Regions from separate parts of the Mus musculus genome. Here region 1 is linked to region 2. A link is a contact called in public HiChIP or PLAC-seq data. All regions are on one chromosome and are shown on one strand. The core of a region is the stretch at or near the end of the contact, and the rest is flanking DNA. Distances in the headings are between cores, read along the strand shown. Region 1 holds the start of Sema4b (sema domain, immunoglobulin domain (Ig), transmembrane domain (TM) and short cytoplasmic domain, (semaphorin) 4B). Region 2 overlaps Iqgap1 (IQ motif containing GTPase activating protein 1).

Evidence for each region. HiChIP or PLAC-seq counts read pairs in DNA pulled down with a chosen protein or histone mark.
Region 1: an H3K27ac HiChIP or PLAC-seq map of thymic regulatory T cells shows a contact between it and region 2, with 4 times the contacts expected there. The contact joins the promoter of Sema4b here to the enhancer-like site in region 2. A contact is called at or near these places in 2 of 484 Hi-C or Micro-C datasets (CD8 T cells and embryonic stem cells) and 3 of 115 datasets of contacts at active chromatin or transcription factors (embryonic stem cells, pancreatic cancer cells and thymic regulatory T cells).

What each region holds. Positions count from the first base shown.
Region 1 is chr7:80,197,306-80,200,023 of GRCm38.p6, forward strand. It overlaps Sema4b (sema domain, immunoglobulin domain (Ig), transmembrane domain (TM) and short cytoplasmic domain, (semaphorin) 4B), which reads left to right and starts at 1,283. Exons shown (of 14, transcript NM_001360135.2): 1 at 1,283-1,465. The coding sequence starts at 1,348.
Region 2 is chr7:80,777,952-80,780,696 of GRCm38.p6, forward strand. All of the region lies in intron 2 of Iqgap1 (IQ motif containing GTPase activating protein 1), which reads right to left. Among named protein-coding and RNA genes, the nearest start is that of Iqgap1, 24 kb to the right of the region's middle. Within about 2 kb of position 1,485, at least 245 of the 459 cell types and tissues checked have an H3K27ac peak or open chromatin away from gene starts, as enhancers often do. A contact at or near this core is called in CD8 T cells, embryonic stem cells, pancreatic cancer cells and 1 more, where this site is marked.

The DNA of each region.
Region 1 (2,718 bases), core at 33-2,532, 580 kb before region 2:
TGTGGAGTAGACTCTGTCTACTGTGTTTGAGAAGAGATTAACAGGAGGAAAGGAAGCAGCAGTTAGAGCAGAAACAGTACATTTCAGATGATGGGTTAACCAGTGCAATTGGACATGTGGCATATGAGAAAAGACACGAGACTGTAGAAGGATGTCAGGGTGGTGACAGTACAGGAGTTGTGGAGCATGGGGAAGTCTGGATGTAAGAAAGAAGACCTGAGACCATCCAAGAGCTTGTCTGCTCTGACTGCCACCTGCCTGTGGGGGTGGGGAGGAGAGTAGAAAGATGTGGCTCTGGAACTGCCCACATGGGCACACATGGGCAGCAGCGAGTGCAGTGTAGCTTCGACAACTGCAGAAAAGTCTGGGGGAAGTGGTTTCATTGCCACAAGAACAATGAACACATATTTTTAAGTTTTTAATTTTATCCATTCACCTAGGAAAAGCTGAAACGGGTTTCCAAAACCTTGATGTCTTTGTTGATCTCCCCCTCTTTATTTCCCTCTATTCCTTTGCTGTGGCTCCACCAAATTGACTTCAGATTGGGGTACCTGCGGGTGGATACCTCTGGCGTCTCATTCCAGCCTTAGGGAATCCTTTCCTATGCTCAGCCACGTGCTGGTTGTGGGGGGGAAGGTCTAGCCTCTTTGGCAGTGCAGTCCGTGAAATCCTAATTATCCCACTTGAACTGATTCTGCGCCGGCCCCGGGCTTCGCGTGGACAGAATTCTAAGCATGGACAACCGAGCAGAGTATCTAGATTCTAGACCATGCATAGACCTCTCGCGGAAGTAAGACTGGAAAGCTACCAGTCTCCGTCTCAGAGTCTGCACAGCTCCCAGAGCGGGGGTGGGGGTAGGTAGGGGGCATGTGGGGCAGGGTTCCCGGGAGCCGGAAGGAGGGCGGGTCCGTGCGGCTTTGCGAGCTCCTCGGTCTCCGGGCTTCAGGTCCCCAGGCTCTGCTCCGCTCCCCCTCCCCCCCAGTGCCCCAAGTCGGGTGACTCGATCCAGCGCCCCTCGTACTTCAGCGCCCAGGAAGGAGGAAGGGGAAAGAGCTGGGCAAGGACCAGCTAGGAGGCCCGCCTACCCGTCGACTTCCTGCTCCGCGCCCTCCTCCCTGCGGCGAGAGCGCGGGGCTTTCACCCGCAGCACTGGGCAGAGGGAGCCTACGGTGCGGCGGCCCACGTGACCACCTTCCCTGCCGCCCACCCCCAGGTCCAGAGGCGGAGGCCGAGGGAAGGACTCCGGGCCGAACCGCGGGGCGGGGCTCCAGCCTGCGATTCCACTTGAGCAACCTGAGCCGGAGGAGGACGCCGCTGCCTGCTGCGGTCCGAGCTCCACGCGCCGCGATGGGCCGGGCGAGCCGCTCCGCTGTCCTGCGGCGCGCGCTGCTGCTGCTGCTGCTACTGCTGCTGCTGCGGACGACGACTACGCGGGCGCTCGGCCCCCGGATCAGTGTGCCGCTGGGTAAGTGCTATGGGGCGCGGCAGAAGGAGGGGAGCGCGGGCAACGAGATGCTTGGTGGGGTGGCCACGACAAAGGAGAGGTTGAGGTCCACTAGGACCAGGAAAGCAGTTGTGGTCAAAGCGAAAGAGGAGGGAAAGCTAGGGAGCTGAGAGCCCTTTTCTTCCATTTTCTATCTGGACTTGGAGAGGGCCGCTTTCTTGCTCGGTTGCAGCTGCTCTTGCTCGGAGGGAGCACACTCGGCACTAGGGGCCTCAGGTGCCAGCCATCCTGCCTACTCATTTACTTGTCTTTGATGCTGACCAGAGTCAGCCTTGGAGCCACCAACGGCACGGGGCTGAGGGCACTGCTGCTGGCCGTGCTATAAACTCTGGGCTTATGATATTCTCAGTCAGCCACAGCAGAGCCTGGAGTTTGGCGGGTGGGTGCCAGGTCTTTCCTCCCTGCCGGCCCATCTCTGACTGATCGACCTGGAGAATTCACCCCCTACTCCAAACACAGGGACTTGGAAACTGACATTGCGAAGACCCATCTGTACCCTGTCTAGAGGGGCCTGAGGGTATCACCCTGGTGGGCCACATTCCTTTTTTGGTGGTTTACAGCTGCCCCTGGCTGCCTGTGTTTCCAATCCTCCACTCATTCTTTACTTCCCTTAGTCTGATCGCCCCTGAACCTTTTCCAGGGAACCTCAACGTTTGGAATTCTAGGGACTTAGCCCAGTAAGTACTTCCTACTGCCCGCACTCCAGCTTCCTCCCCTGCAAAGTCGCCTCAGGCTTAGATACCTTGCAAAGTCATCTTGGGAAATTCATAAAACTTGGTGCATTCGGAGGGCATCAGGCACATAGGTGCCAACAGACAATGTTTGGCCAAACCCCTCTAAATTGCAAACTGTCACTGTGAGTTAGTGCATAAATTAGAGGTTACAGACTAAAACTCTACCAGACTTCCTACTCCATATTTGCATCCCCACCCCTAAAAGCATCCCATTTGCAAAAGGATAGAATCAGCTCTTCAGTTAAGGCCCCTAACAGGATCTCAGTCCCTTATCCAAAACATTGTTGGTAGCTCAAGTTCAAATCCTGTCTCAGCCACTTAGTTCCCACATGACCTTAAGTAAACAACTTCTCTGTGCCTTGATTTCTTCATCTGTAAAATGGGATATTAGCGCCTTGCTCAAGGCGCAGCTCATTACCAGTTGCAAAGTCCTTAGGATAGGGCTTGGTACAGAAACCTCTCAGCGGGTGTTTGCTGTCA
Region 2 (2,745 bases), core at 235-2,734:
CAAGTCCAAAACCGCAACAGAACTGAGTTGCAATCCCAGCACTATCGAGGCAGAGGCAGGAGGATTTCTGAGTTCAAGGGCAACCTGGGCTACACAGAGACCCTGGGGAGAGGAAGGGAGAAGAGGGAGAGAACAAAAGAGAGAGGGGGGAGAAGGGGGAGGATAGAGTAAATTAGCTCAGCTGGCCTTCCTGAGGCCCTGTGATCGGAACCTAGCTGTCTTCATTGAGACTGCCTTTTAGGTGAAGGCTGCTGGCCCGCCACCTGGACAGACACTATCATGGCGAGTGTCTAAGATGTCGCTTCCATAGATGTATGAGTTGATAAGAGACACGACATACAGAAAGGGGGGTACAAGAAGTGGGGAAGGAGTGGGGATCAGTCCAGGATGGGGGGAAATCCAGGGCCAGGGTTGTGTGTGTTCAGTCATTGTGAGGAAGATGTAGGCGTGCCTACAAGAAAAGAACAAAGATGGAGGACTCAATAAAGAAAGCAGGCCTGGGAAGAGTGGAGGTGACAACAGCTAAGATAGGAACATGCCCTACCCTACCTGAGCAAAGAGGGAAGGAAGCAAGAGTAAGCAAGAATGACACGATATCTGACCCCACTGGACTTCCGTTTCCCGTCTGTAACACGGACAGGAGCAACACCTAACACCTCCTAAAGTTGGTGTGAGGAGTGGAGGTCATACACACTAAGAGCTAGGAGGGAAGTAGTTAGTTAGCTATATATCCGTGTGTGTGTTGGGGGGGGGTAATAAGTCAGTTAGCTATATATGTGTGTGTGTGTGGTAATAAGTTAGTTAGCTATATATCCATGTGGTGTGTGTTTGTGTTTGTGTGTGTGTGTGTGTGTGTGTGTGTGTGTGTGTGTGTGGTAATAAATTAGTGGTGGCGCACGCCTTTAATCCCAGCATTTGGGAGGCAGAGGCAGGCAGATTTCTGAGTTCGAGGCCAGCCTGGTCTACAGAGTGAGTTCCAGGACAGCCAGGGCTACACAGAGAAACCCTGTCTCTAAAAACAAAAACAAAACAAAACAAAAAAAAGTAAGTTAGCTATATATCTGTGTGGGGTGTGTGTGTGTGTGTTAATAAGTAAGTTAGCTATATATTCGTGTGTGGGATGTGCGTGTGAGGGGGGGGAGGGGAGAGAGAGAGAGAGAGAGAGAGAGAGAGAGAGAGAGAGAGAGAGAGAGAATGTAAGACTGCTCAATTCCCAGAAATAAATCTTCTAGAGGCGGAGCTCCGTGGTTACATAATACTTGTCTACCTGGTCCTACTGATAACATTTTTCAGTTCTTGGCCCTACCCATTCTGCCACCAGGGAAACAAAGCCGTGCCTATCCCAGAACGCTACAGTGGCAAGGCTAAAACAAGCCCGGACCAAGAGCATACATATGCAGAAAAGCATCAGGGTGGGAATCTGAATTAGGGGTCTGTGAAGAGGAAACCAGTGGAACAAGTTCTGCAGAGCACATGACTTCAGTGGTTTCCCCGCTCTGTGCAATACAGAAGGGGAACCGACCAATGCCGGAACTGGCTGCCCCAACCGCTGAGAATCAGTTCCTCCAGGAGCAGAAACTCAAGCTGCCACACCCATCCTGCCCAGTGGAACTCCAGGCCAGGATTACCCTATGCTAGAAACCTCCCAAATATGGTCAGCTAGTCCTATACTGGGGATTCCATTAAACCACCCTTACACGCAACCCCTGGGTGTGCAAGCGGCCTGAGGAAATCGACAGTGTGTGCCAGGTACAGGCCAGGGAGAAAACCAGCAAGCCGAAGACAGCAAGCACTGTGTGTCACAGGAGGCTCCCTGGGCAGCCCGCTTCCCAGGGAAAGCCTTTGGGGTTGAGGGGACCAGAAAAGGGGTTTCATAGGAAGAAACAGGTCAGGCTGAAGGAGACAAAGAAAATGTGCAAACTCTTTGCGTATTTGAAACAGGAATGAAGGGATAAAATTTGATTTAATGTCGGGTGTGGTGTCAAACACCTGTAATTCCAGCACTGGGAGGTAGGGAAAAAGGGCTTGGGAGTCCAAGGTCACCCTTAGCTACAAGCCAAACTACCTGAGCCAGTCTTTAAAAAAAAACAAAAAACTTTGAACTTTGATTTTAAAAGATTATTCTGAGCAGTAGGAATAAAAAGAAGGGGCCTGCAGAGGAGAAGGCATGAGATGAAAGAAAATTCTACAGTAGTGAGGGGAAAACACAAAAGCTTGTTTCCAGGCTAACGAGCAAAATGAGAACTCTGGATGGCATCTATACTTTTTTTGGTTTTTTGAGATAGAGTTTCTCTGTATAGCCCAGGCTGTCCTGGAACTCACTCTGTAGACCTGGCTGGCCTCGAACTCAGAAATCCACCTGCCTCTGCCTCCCGAGTGCTGGGATTAAAGGCGTGTGCCACCACTTTGCTCAGCGAGCAAATGATTTTATTAAGAGCTGGATCAGAAAAGGTGTCTCTCATAGCAACGGGTCCTCTGTCTGACTGGGTTGGTAAAAACTAACAATTCACTGAATATTACAAATGAATTTTATGTCATCTAAGTTAAAGTCTACAAATCTTTTTTTTCATTGAATTTATTTATTTGTTTATGTGTGTGCCACAGAGTATGTGCGGAGGTCAGAGGACAACTTGCAAGAGGAGGTTCCAGGGACTGAACTCAAGTGTCGGGCTTAGCGGCAAGGCAAGCAAAGCACCTTTACCCACTGAGCCAACTTCCAGAATGTTTCATTTTAAATAATTAAAA